Regions from separate parts of the Columba livia genome. Here region 1 is linked to region 2. A link is a contact called in public Hi-C data. All regions are on one chromosome and are shown on one strand. Each heading gives the region's core, a stretch centred on a gene start, on an enhancer-like site or on the middle of the called end of the contact. The rest is flanking DNA. Distances are from core to core; before and after follow the strand shown. Region 1 holds the start of WDR19 (WD repeat domain 19). Region 2 overlaps FAM114A1 (family with sequence similarity 114 member A1).

Region 1 (6,869 bases), core at 1,591-4,090, 120 kb before region 2:
GTTTCTGTTTAAAATGTGTATCACAAAAATTGAATTTTATCCTAATAGTAATAATTAGAGATAATTTATTCTTCAATCACAGTAAAAGGCTGGAAATAACAATTCAAAAGAACTACCTAACCTAAGTAAGAAGACTCACTGGTGGGCATCGAAAAGTGAGTACTGTTCAAACTACGATAAGCAGATGCTAATTATTTCAACAAGCTTTTAGGACATGTGGTTACTACACAAGTTTTTTTCTCTTCTTTGCCTCGCCATGGGAATACAATGTTGTTTTAAAACTGGCTTAGATATTATATGTTTCCCCGCAGGAAAGGGTCACATCTGTCCATCAACAAGGTAATGCTTTCCATGTCCATCAATAAGGCAGACTCCCCTTCACACCACTCTCACCAATCCCCATAAGAGTAGGGGATCCCCAGTCCAACATAAGCTCTTCTCAGAGTTCACCACTGTGTTTGCACCTAGGGAGGTTTCCTCCTGACCATATCTAGCCTGTTCCTCTGGAATGATTGCCTTTCAGGAGCTAGACCGCACATGTGAAAGTCCACCACTTACTAAATTTCACCTGAAAGGAATCCCGTTCATACACTCTGACACCACTGTCTGAGGTGAACAAAAGTGTGATAAGCACAAAAAAGAGTAAGATTCACTTCAGAAGTACACTCTCCATCTAAAGTAAAAATGCCAATGTATACATTATGCCAGTGACACAAGCAGAGGCACTAAACTAAAAAGGTCTTTCCTCAGTAAGGCTACGATTACAAATTACTAGAAAACTAACTATAGCAAGAACACAGTTGCGATCAGCGTGACACAAACATATTGTATGCAACCTTGTTAGGTTTTTTCTTAATTTAATAGATCTTTTTCTAACATTTTAATGAAGCAGATTGAATTTAGAATTAATAAGGAGTGCTTTGGGTAGGAGAATACATTTTTCTGACTATCCTCAATAGCTTATTATGAGTTCAGCTTTTACTGTCTCAGATTCCATACATGCCCATCAGTTGGTCTTCTTTTCCAGGTATGTTCACCAGAGGCAGTACCTCTTCCTAAAAAGTTCTCACATTATATAAGCACCTCACCAGAAAAGCGGCATTTAAAACAAAAACAACAAAGAAAATAATTTAAAGCCATCTGAGTACCTACCCTGGTAAGCTGATTTCATTTCTCTTCTGACCATGACGATCAAAAATTTTCACAGTATGATCACCCCTAAAAAAGATTAGTATATAGAATAATTCCCTTTCTTCATCAGTGATTTCTATGGACAAATGCAACAAATATTTGTAATCTTACCCTGTTACAGCAAGGAAATTTCCCAAAGTTTTCTGCCAAGCAAACTGCACAGGGGAACCAGACCAAGCTTTTTCTAATAGACTGAATACTTGCTGGGAGACAAAAAAAAAAGTGAGAAATTATGCATCTTAAAATCATGAGCCTATAATAATAAAAAACTTCCCAACGTGCTAGCAACTGTGAGTACTGTGGAGGGGGAAAAAAAATTTACAACCCTCAAACATAACTTCTGGGTGATTCTAATGCACCAAAGCACCAAAATTCCACAGAAAATTATTTTGATTTGTGCTGGACAAAAAAGAAGTTTCTGGTGCTAGGTGTCTGCATTGAAACTATTGTGACTCTACTGAAAGTATTATTTTTCTCTTACAGAATTACTGGAATTAAAAAATTGCATAGGGTACTCTCCCCTTCATGTCCAAAGTCCAGAATATTTAGTTCTCTAAATTTCATGGAAAAGCCTGGGACCAGAAAGCATTCTTGGTGTGTACAACACAGAAGGTTCAACATCTACATTTTTAAATGTATGTAACTATTTTGTCCTCTCTGAATTGTTGGGTCTTAAAAGCTAAGACCTCAAAGCTGCTCAGCCATAAGAAGAGATTCTGACTTCTGACTCAGAGAGCTTCTGAACTTCTTTTTTCTTGCACACTACCTGCAGGTTTTTCTAGAATTTGAGTGCAAGACAAAGCCCACAGCTTGGTTTCCCAGCTTGCCACCACAGCTTTTTCCCTCCCACTTCATCAGGTGAACACCAACACCTGGTTGCCCACCAAACGCTTACCCAAAGGTCCCTCATCCCTTCTGTTGGGTCGAATGTAAACTGAGGCGTTCTTTGCATTTTACTCACAAGAAGTATAAAAATATGAGAACCACGTAACACAAGCACAAAGAGCACCTGACAACCAGGCTGTTTTTGAAAAAAATTTAATTAAATTTGTAATAAACCAACGACGAAGAAAATCGTTTGGGCAGTGCAGGCAAGCTCCAGCGCACTGTACAGTAACGATCAACTAACCCCCCCGCAGTGGTTTGAGCAGGAAACTACCCTTCGGGCCCACTCGCTCAGCCGCTGCCCGAGGGGTCTCTCGCCCCCCGGTGCTGCCGGGGCCGGTACCGAGGCACCGCCACAGGGCCGCGGCAGAACACCGTCCCACGGTAACAGCTCCGGGCGGCGCAGGCAACTGCCGCGGACAGACCCGGCCTGGCCGGGGCTCCCGGGAGCGGCTCTCGCTCCCCTCAGGCGGATCCCGCCCGCTCGAGGCCGGCACGCACAGGCACTTGCCGACGCGCCCCGCTCCCCTCCCCAGGCCGCAGCGGGGCCCGCTCGACGCCCAGGCCCCGATCGTGCAGCGGCGAGCGGGAACTACAGCCGCGACCGCTGGCCCTGGGCGCCACCGTGGGCTGGGGCTCCTGGGCGGCCCCCTCCTCCCGCCCGCGCGTACGGCGGCCGAAGAGACTCACCTTCATCGCGCCCACCGCCCGCTGCGCGGCGCCCTCTGCGCATGCGCCTCTCCCCCGACCCGGCTGATCCGCGAGCCCGACCACGCCCGCCCAGGGCGTCGCTGTCACCCCGGAGACGGAGGAAGGCCGGCGCCATCACGGCTGCGGGGCGGGGCCACAGGCCGCATCCAATGGGGAGGCGCGCCGGAAGGGGCGGGGGCGGGCCTGTCGTGTGGGGACACGAGCCGGAGGGCTGAGCGAGGCCGCGGCTGCAATAGGTTAAAGTGCTGACAGGGAAATGGAGGTTTTCTAAAACCACAAGTCCAACACGAGGAGCAGCTAAAGTCACATTTCTTAATGAGACCTGTCAAGTCGCGGATACGGGTACACAAAAGAGAGAAAAAAGGCGCTGACCCGATAACTGCGTTCAAGTTCTGTTGCATTCTGTATTTGGTTGCAAACACTGCAGGTTTCACTGCTTAGTAATTTATTTTAAAACAATAAATAGTTCACCGAGAGCATTAACACATTTAAAATTACAAATGTACAAAGACTTTGGGTATCAGATGCTTCAAACGTTGGTAAAACATTCAGTGAGCTCACATCTTCCCATTTTCCATCACAAACGCACACAATCACCTACTGTTCTGAAAACAAAAGGAGCAAGGCACAGAAAAGCAAATACAAAAAGACTTTCCAGACCTTTCAAAGCAATTCGGTGTAACAGCATAGGGCTCGAGAAAGGCAAATTATAAACTCTCTGAAAAAATGATATAACTGTTAAATAAGGTAACTAATTGACACAAACCTGTGAGGCACACGTAACTCTCCTCTAAGATGCTGAACGTGCTCATATGTTGGCAGTTCAGCATCTTGGAGGATTTGGCTCTTTACATTTTGAAGCAACTTTACTGGACAGACAGACAATTGTTTCATTTTATCTTATAAAATCATACTTTTCAAATTAGTGCAAAGCCTCATGTAAAATGTAATTAGTCTAGATGTAATGGAATGCTTCAAAAATTCCAAAGTGCAAACATTAAACTTAAATTGCTTAACTTCTAATCAGACTTTAGAATTCTTCCAATAATTCATGCTTACAGATTTCCCCTTAAACATAGCAAAGTAAATATAAGAACAAAGTAGAGAAAAAGGTATGATGTTCTGCATCTCACATAGAAAACTCTGACAATCCAAAAAGTACACTGGATGTCAAAAATCTCTGGCAGAAATTATTAAATAGCAGATTTCTGTTAGCATAATAAGACAATATTTAAAATAAGCCTTTGGTTAAATAAAAAGTTTGCTAAACTAGGAATGATGATAAAAGTGCAAAAGATTCACCAAATACACATCTTCATTTCCAAGGCTGGCATCACACCTGCCATTTACAATGGTTTGCATTGGTTTTTTTCAGCCTGCATTGTAATAGCTCAGATACTTATGGCAAAACAAGTTTATTATAGGCAAATTAAATGTATGGGGTCTAATCCTGTAACTTCTTTCACCCAGAGACAGACTCAATTATATCAGTGGAAGTATATCCATATAGCACATCACTGCGTGTTTGGGGATCAAGACCCTGAATCTGTAGCATTTGTTTATTACAACAAATTCACAAATGAGTTAACTCATTTCTTAGCACTTCCTAAACAGAAGAACAGAAGTCTTCTGCTGGCAACTGGCCGGTTGCTGCTGATTTTCTTACAAATAGAATTCTTGTAACATATGGGTAACAAAGATGATTTTTTTAAAAAAGTGCTTCGTATTGGTCCGTAAGAACATGTACATGTTAGCTTGAGACCAAACACTCGCTGTGGTTGACATCCCACACCTTGTTACTTATTGGTGCACCGGTAGTTTGCTTGAGGAAAAAAGAAATAGTCTATGGAGAATGTCATCTTCATAGAGAAAATAATTTACAGTTTTACAGTCACAACACATGCTCCAGCTCTTCCTAAGCACAATGGTGCAACCTGTAAGAAAGAAAAAAAATGTAGTCAGCTTTAAGTATTTTTATTTTTTTTCCTAAAACTGACATGTAGTTAATGCTTATAATAATGGTTTGACAGCTGCAACAGTGGCAACATCACCCACACTGTTAATGTGACATAAAAATATTGCAAATTGGTCCAAAACTTGGATAAAAAGCCACAGAAAAGGTGAAAGTATTTGATATGATAGAGTGAAGCACTTTAGAAGCAATAGCAAACCGCAAGAATATGAAACAATACTTATTGATAATTTCAATAAGAAAGAATTTCAAGAAGAAAGAATCCTTTGTTGTGGTACAAACCAGACATCTGAGCCAAGCAGTCTGACAACTGAGTAACGGTTGGCAAAATTATGCATTTTTCTCTCAAACAGAAAATGCCAAACATGATAGGGCAACCTCTCCTTTTTGCTCCAGTATTTGATAAAATCCTGCTAAGAGTTCTTGAAATACAAATAATTTCCCAGTCTCTATTATTCTTTGTAAACAGAAATTATTTCTGGCAAGACCCTTTTTGCTGCGATTCTGCTGGATTTGCAAAGAGGAAGGTAGTTTCTAACATTCAGCTTCCCCTTTTAAACTTCCTAGTATTGGAGCATGTTTGAATATCACACTAAGTGCTATAGAGATTATCCTAAAGAAAAAAAAAAACATATTTATGGCAACTCCCCTATTTCTTTTTTTTTCGCCAGGAACATCAGACTTATCTCGAGCCACCTGTGGCTCTGACAAACTTCAGCTGAGAAAACTCCACTACCGTCTTTGGCATTGTGTGCAGATGAAGTAGTGGCAGACTGCTGACGTAACAAGAGGAAAGGAAGGTACACAGACACTTCCAAATCCCCCAATGAAGGGTTCAGAACTCTTATGTGTGCTGGGATCATGAGACTGAGCAAAATACGGATGGAAAGGATACAAAGGTACATACAGATAGTTACCACCTAGACATCATGTGGGATTCATTTAGATGCAACAGGCAAGAAGCACTGTTCTCTTCCTCTGGTACACATTTTATTTTCCTTTAGCAGGTCAAGTAATGCCATGGGTTATCATTACCAGTACTGCCACTGAAGGCCTCAAACTCTGATGAGCCTCCTAGATGACTTATCTTTTAAGATCTTGCAGCAGGATGAAGTGGGAAATGCACAGCTCTGTTATCTGTGTTACAAAGATCTCAACAGACAGAAGTTCAGTTCTCTTTGAATTACCAATTTGGGGCTATTACTGAGATAGCATATTCAGGGGGACAGAATTCAGCTGCCTAAATACTGATGCTATTCTAGATGTCCTTGGACATTCATTCTTGGGTGCAACTGCACTCCAGAAGGTCTCCCATAGATGCTGTGCTGTATCTGTCAGCCTTGTGTAGACACTTCAGTGTATCTCAAATAGCAGTAGATACTACAGGACAGCCTGCCCAGGCTGTCCTTGTATGTGCTCTACCCACAGAGAGGCACATTCCTGGAACTATAAAAAAGCAAAAGTAACCAAGCTTTGAACTGACAGTAACGGTTTCTGATCATGAATTGGAAGATTATTTTTTTTTGAGCTGGGTGAAAAGAAATGGAAAAAGGCTTCCTGAAAGTTACACACACTATACATAGCATTCACATCAGAAAGGGATTATTTATGGAAAGATGACCAAAACCTTGAAGAAATTGATAAACTTGCCGAGAAACACATTAGAGCTAAAACTCATCTACATTTATAATTTATCTTCAGAATAGGAAGTCACTTAAACAGAACCTATATGACAGTTTGGGGAACATGTCAATACATTTTATGAAGAGTAGTTAAAATTGTAAAATAAAATAGCTATACTATTGCCAAAGAAAAAAAGGCCATTTATTAGAAGTTAACAACTGACTGTTCAAAACAAATCATCTTGAGATGGTAGACAAAAAGAGACAACAGAGTAGTAAAGTGCTTTTTAAAGGAGTATTTGAAGTCTCCTTGTAAAAAGAAGCACACTTGAAATAAAAAGAAGATTAACAGTAGTGTATGGTCTGATCAGAAACTATACCTGTGTCCACTCATTTGTCTGGGGATCGTAAGACTCCACTGTATTAAGGTATGTCTGACCATCATATCCTCCAACAGCATATAACTTGTCACCAAGAAGACATACTCC
Region 2 (6,759 bases), core at 202-2,701:
TTTCCGAAGAAAAATCAATCAAATTTAGTCTAGTAAGATGAATGAAGTTTCATCTGGTTCAAGGTAAGGATGAAGACTGAGGCCTTAAATTAGCATCTGGCACTGACTGAGAAACTGAGGAGCCTGAAGACAGCTGGCAGGGGGAATCACTCCAATATATGAAGTACAGATATGTGGAAAAAACAGCTGTGCTCTTGTTTTCTACACTAAAAAAGTGGGAACCCATTGCACTCCCTTTGAGGCCACCCTATTGGGGCTCCACTTCAGTGCCTTACAAAAATTGTCTTCCCTGTAGTTAAAACAAAAGCACAGGCTAGATTCTGATAATACAGCATAATACATTCTGGATATGCTATCCAGTCAGTAAATCAGGAATCACTCCAATTAAGCTAATAGATGAGACAAGTTTCAAATCTCCTTATCGCAATGGTAAAAGGTTTTAATAATAGCAATAGGCATAAAGGCTGTTACAAGCGATCAGTGGTTCTCAACCTCTTCTAAATCATAAACCCATGTTAAAAGATATAAAGAAAGTGAAGAGGACTGCCATCCCCAAAAGCATGTCCACAGTTCCTCTCATCTGTTACTTGCATTTAGTATTCTTAAACAGGAAGAACTGTGAAAAAGGGGTTTGTTGCTACAGCAGCTGCAAGTGTTATTTACAAAACAGTTGAGTGACCACCATGTGATTTCAGGCCCCAAAACAGTTTTCCCTTAATCAGCTGAATTTACGCACTGAAAAATAAAGTATTCTGAAGAGATTAACTGTCGTTTTTATGACCACATACAGAACAGCCATAACCCCCAGCCTTTGTTGTTTTGTTTTTTATTTTGTTTTATATCATTCTTTATTTCACATCAGGGGAATAGTATCTATACAGAATGGAAAAGATATTCACATAATTTCAATACTTTAGTTTCACATTATCTGAAGCATTTGCGTTTCTGTTCCATGCAGACTTCAATTTAAGCTATGCAATGCTGACTATTACATATACCCATGCGTAATAATATCCAAACTCATGAGCACAGTGACGTCACAAGTGACATTTAATTCTGTCATACTGAGCTACAAGAAAAGGTTTTCAGCAGACCAGGGAGAACTGGATATTTCCATGTACCACTCTACCAGATGAAGAATATACACAAGCACAAAATAATCAAGATAGCAGAATATTAATCACAAGCAATGCATGAGAGAGATGCATGAAGCAGCCTTACAATATGAATTTCTGAGACTATGTACATTAAACAGCTGGTTCTATTTTTAATGATTTTTATTGTGTAAGCACACATGCATGCAGCATGACAGAGAGCAGACTTTGCTTGGAAATGCAGCTTGTTGAGCACCATAACTTAAGCACCTTATGAATGCCATAATTCAACCACACAAAACAATACAGCATATGAAATGCAAGGCTTGTAAGAGAAGGTAATAACTTTCTTTAGGCTAGAAGATAGATTAGTTGAACAAAAACCCAAACAGGCAAGCTTTCAAGCATACAAGCTGTTTTTAAAAACGGAAGTCACAAGCTTCAAGTACAGATTGAATGTATTTTGCCTCGCTTATGCCCTGGGGATAAAAGGTTTGTGGTGACTGCTAAGCGGACCTAATGGCTTCTTGGTGCTGGTGTGGGAGGTTCTTCTCTTTCCATATTCCATATTTGTCCCTTCTGCTTGCCCTGGCACTTACTTCAATGAATGGTTCCAGGAACTGAAGAGGCAGAAAATGGATTTTTCTTTCCTCTAGAGTTATTCTTACATCAGTTTAGCTTCCTGAACCAGATTACTGGGAGCTCAGAGGAGCATGAGTACTGGAACAGGAAGGGGGAAGAAACATACAAGGAAAAGAGAGTAGCAGGACCACACATTTCAGTGGCTGCTGGCCATTAGACTGGCTTAGCTGCAGTAGCAATCCACTATTTTAGAGCAGAGTTTTATCAACATCGGCACTAAAATACTGGATGGTGTCACTGCTGATTTACTAAAAAAAATACAATTTAAAAGAAAAGGAAATTGTGGCAATAAGTATAACAAGTGGTGTCTGCAAATCACAGTGAGCCTACTTCTCCCATCTCATCATCCCAGTAGCTGCTTCAGTGGATCTACTCCAGTGTGGTTCCACGATGGGGGAAACTAAACTTCCCGTACCTTTTGAAAACAAAACTCTTTACCTCATTAACGAGGCTGGTTCAATAACTTTCTTAGTGTGACATCTAGTGTCAGACACTAAGCATGCTTCAGGCAGTGACTGCTGCTAATCCGAAGGCATTAAAGAATCTGTTGTGCAGAGGAGTTTCACATCTGTCCTGTGGTGGGGACCCCAATCTAAATAATGTCAAAATCAGTTCAAAGACAACAGACATTTTCTTTATAATACAAAACCATCACCGAAACAACCACAGGCTACACGTGCAGAGTTAATTAAAGACAGATAAGATATAAATGATATGGAAACTATGCTAATCTGTTTTGGAGCTCTAAAGCAGGGTTTTAAGGATAATGAACCCAAGATCCCTGGAACAACCATTTCAGCTCAGTCTTAAAGTAATGTAAGAAGTGAATTTTTTATAGTAAGAATGATCCCCAGGGACATGGCAGAGTCCCCATCACAGGAGGTTTTCAAGATGTGACTGGATGAAGCGCTAGATAATCTCATCTAGGTGCCCTTTCCCACAAAAGCCTGGAATAGATGATCTTTCTATGTCACTTCCAGCCTAGACTGTTCTATGATACTACTATTTAAAAGCTGAATGTTAGGCCTTTAAGATGTTATCTAGTTCACTTCAGACCATTTCTGCTACTTCTACACAGTAAAATTTTGAAGAAAAATATAAGGAATAGTGAATATTTGTCATACTTAACCAGACATGCAGCTGTGTTGTACAAAGGTAACGACAGAGCAACAGAAAAATCACATATTGGAAGTGTTGCTGATAAGTCTAATCCAAGAAAGCAACTTTACTTATACCATTTGCTACACTGAAGGAATAAGCAAAATTAAAATGGACTGGGTCATGGCAAACCTATTTTCTGATGCAGAATAGCAGATGAAACATTGGTGGAACTGCTCAGATATTAAATGGAGTAATTTGAAGGGAAATAATAAATATTTAATAAAAAGAAGAAAGCTTATAGAAATTCCCGATAGTTTTAACTTATTTCTCTTCCTGTCTCTCACTAGGAATTATCATACTGAAGCAGATAACATGGTATATGCAGTCCCACATTCAGGCTACGACAGTAATAAGACAGTAAATGCACAAGATCAAGCATGAATTTCTGTAACGAACAACTAGGACATAAGCCCTCTACATCAGGAATATAAACAATTAACCTGCTGCACTGACTTCCTGGGACAAATCTAAGATTATCTGCATGGTCTTCCAAGGTGCTTTGGGTTCAATGAACATTGAAGAATGTCCATTTGATTTCTGCTTAATTCGAAGTCTATTTTATTTGATCAATTCACAGGAAAAAGTCAGATCCAAAATTATTAGACAGTAATATGGGAACTTGACCCTATCCTGATCCCAGGGTCAGGAAATCTAAGTTGAAAATTCCAGGAAACGGGAAGAGAAAATAGGGGAAGTGCAGCTTTGCATGCATCTGGTTTCAGGCTCTTTCTCAACTGCTCTTGGTCATTGCCAGAAACTAGATAGTAGATGGGTTTTCATGTGTGTGATATAGTGCAGCCATTCTCATGTAAAATTAAAATTATTTTTACATTTTCTTTTTCCTTTTCTGCAAGGGGATGCTCCTTTGCCTAGGCAAGTTGACCTGTTCTAACTGTGCTCATTTTAAAATAATAATAATTCTAAATATATATATACATGGTGATGACATGACTATTCAAAATAGACAACATCACACAAACTTATGAAGTCAGGCTGCCTAGACAACAAACTTGTTCGCATATTTACACTCTGTGAAGGTAGTTCAGATGCTGATAGAGACAGATGGTATGTTAAGAAGCCATTATAAATTAAGTACGAATTTTTAATGTATACGAATCAAGATGTCATATGGCCCATATAAAAATGAGATCACATCATTAAAAAGCCCATGGAAATCCACAGAGATACAACGCTGGCAGCAGGTTTTATAGACAAAACCAACAAACAGCTGTGTGGCTTGTTTACTTATTAGTCAATAAGAAGGGCTACAATTTCTTTGTCTCCCAAACTTTTTCCAACAGCATTCATCATTTTCAGGCAAGCTTATGTCAAGAAAATACCTATGACCATACAGCCCCATACTTTGTGACATCAAACTGATTGCTCAGTGAGGCCAAGGCTTCTAAGCAACAGGAGACTGTGAGATTGCCACTGCAAGCCTTCAAGAACAGTAACTGGTAACAAATAATCTTATTACTCACAAAAAACATTAGAGTGGCCATTTGATAGAACACTATTTATTGCAAAAGTTAATCAGAATATAAATATGGCTCTCTCACAGGCAAAAACTAAATGACCTGAAAGAGTCCTGCTCTGAAAAACCTCCTGCTGTGACTATAAAAACGAACCAAAGAATTCATCAGCATTACAATTCCCACTGATCAAGAGTGAAATTACTTTTATGCACATAAATTTTCGTCTTTTTTTTTTTTAATGCTAAGTCAAATTCTTTTCAGAGTGCTGTTGTTACAATGGTCTGAGAATATAAGAGAGGCAAGGCTCGTGAGTCCGTGTAAGCAGCACCATTTATCAGACCTACTAATAGTTTTGGGGAAAAAATTGGCATAATTTTTGACACAGAAGCCATTCTTCAAGGCTGAAAGAGAAGCGCTAAACTTAAATAGAAGTTGAGAACACTTATGCAGTCCCACAGCTAGTTAAGCTGCTCTTGTCCCCACTGGCATGTTCTGTGTGTTCCCATCATTTCCCATTCAGTAACATTTGGGTGATCCAAATGGTCAGCCAGATTAGGGAATTTACAAAGTGATCTAGTTGAAGATCCAGCTCTTACTTAATTTGTACTTTTCAAAATCAGTCCCATAAACCAGCTCCACACTTCACTACATGAAGGCTACTGTTAGCTTAAGAGAAGGAAGAAATAGATTGCTGGGGCAGGGCAGGCCTGCTCCTTTCTGCGTAACCTTCACTTACATCAGTTTAAAGACATCTTAGAAACCCTTTCTGAGTTTAATTAGATACATTAATTGGTTGGACTGTCTGAAAGAAAGGGCAGTTATGAAATCTGGAGTGTGAGTGTTACTGAAAAAAAAAGAGAATAGTGGAAGTTCTCTCCTCTGAGAAACAGACAGAAATAATTTATTGCCCATGGAACAGAGGAAGATAAGGAGGAAAGTTATTTAGCCTTAAATGGAATCATAAATCCAATATGTCTGTTGAATCTGTTATTTTTAGTAACTAGCAATTAATTTTAATTCCTAGGTTCATATTTTGAAGGTGTTTTGTGGATTCTTTATGAGAACTCATTAGTTAACAGCTTAGTATCTGTTTTGTGAAAAAAAGACTTCCCACTGGCAACCAGGCATTTGCATGCTTTGCTTTTTGTCTGTGAGTTTTCAATGTGTAATGATTAAGTTTTACCTCAAGTCTTCACAAGGACACTTTGTACTGGCATAGTATTGGAAATGAGAGTATAGGGAGAGGGATTAAAGGGTCCATGTTTCAATATGTTGTTCTACTCTCTGAAGTCTGGCATGATAGCTCAACAGTGTCACTGGGTGTCGATGAAAGATGGACTAATTTACGAGAAATGAATTCATATTGTATAGATATAAGTCATGGTGTATAAACCACAAACATGCATATGTACAAACCTGGGCTGGAGTGCTTTGGCTACAAAACCCATAAGGCTTTGGCTGATATTAATTGTGTCAGAGTACGTATTCTTTCTGTGAAGAAGCCACAATGAGGTAATTCACTAACTTTACAAACAAGCCTAGTACCTTGTCCACCTGAAAAAATATTTATGTGCTTTGACAGTTTAGGATGATCCTTCTTCCTATGAAAAACAAAAGTGCTTGCCAAGCATAGCAGGACAAAATTGTCTAGGAATCTTTAAGATACAACATTGATTTGTCTAATGACACATTGAAATTATTATTTATTTCCAAGTACTTTACTGATTGAACACTTACCCACTGTGGCAGAAGCTGATGACAGGAGAGACTTTCCCCAGGTACCCCAAGCTCCCCATCTACTTCCTTTAGATGAGGAATCTGTGGCCTGTAAGAATAAAAATATTACTACACTGTCTAATATTCATGTTATCCAAAGGCAGGAGGAAACACAAAAACCTGTCGGGCAACTAAGTCCGGTGCATAATAAATGATGACAGATTGGGCTTCTGTGGAAAAGAAAATAAAATGGGAAGATAGTTCAGATCACCTGTTCCTAAAAGCACCTAAAACTCTGAGACATCTTTGTAGATGCCCCAATATTTCCTCAGGCACACGATCCTATAAAGCCATACAAGTTTATCAGGGCTCTTATTAGGGAGAGGCAGGAACCCATCTCACCCTGAGTTCTACCAGGACCTAGAGCTAGAGCTAGAGGCTTCTCTGCTTGAGTCTCCTCAGAGGTATAACCCAGTATTTGTGCAACAGGGATCTCCAAACAACCAAGGTCAATAAAAGCACAGCCAGAGGAGGTGCTTCCCACTCTTTACATTAATCATAGAATTATTTTGGTTGGAAGAGGCCCTTAAGATCATTGAGTCCAACCATAACCTAACTCTGGCACTAACCCATGTCCATAAGAACCTCATCTCTGCATCTGTTAAACTCCT

The links. Hi-C and Micro-C count contacts between places; a contact is called where the count stands out from the background.
Region 1: a contact with region 2 is called in a Hi-C map of crop, with 2.8 times the contacts expected there. The contact joins the promoter of WDR19 here to the enhancer-like site in region 2. A contact is called at or near these places in 2 of 2 Hi-C or Micro-C datasets (crop and liver).

Annotation. Positions count from the first base shown.
Region 1 is chr4:24,497,869-24,504,737 of bColLiv1.pat.W.v2, reverse strand. WDR19 (WD repeat domain 19) reads right to left here and starts at 2,840. Exons shown (of 37, transcript XM_065062613.1): 1 at 2,767-2,840; 2 at 1,303-1,394; 3 at 1,153-1,218. The coding sequence starts at 2,772. It overlaps KLHL5 (kelch like family member 5), which reads right to left. Exons shown (of 13, transcript XM_065062627.1): 12 at 6,762-6,869; 13 at 3,168-4,721. The coding sequence ends at 4,665.
Region 2 is chr4:24,380,098-24,386,856 of bColLiv1.pat.W.v2, reverse strand. It overlaps FAM114A1 (family with sequence similarity 114 member A1), which reads right to left. Exons shown (of 14, transcript XM_065062630.1): 3 at 6,110-6,197. Among named protein-coding and RNA genes, the nearest start is that of FAM114A1, 7.3 kb to the right of the region's middle. Within about 2 kb of position 1,451, at least 1 of the 3 cell types and tissues checked has an H3K27ac peak away from gene starts, as active enhancers do.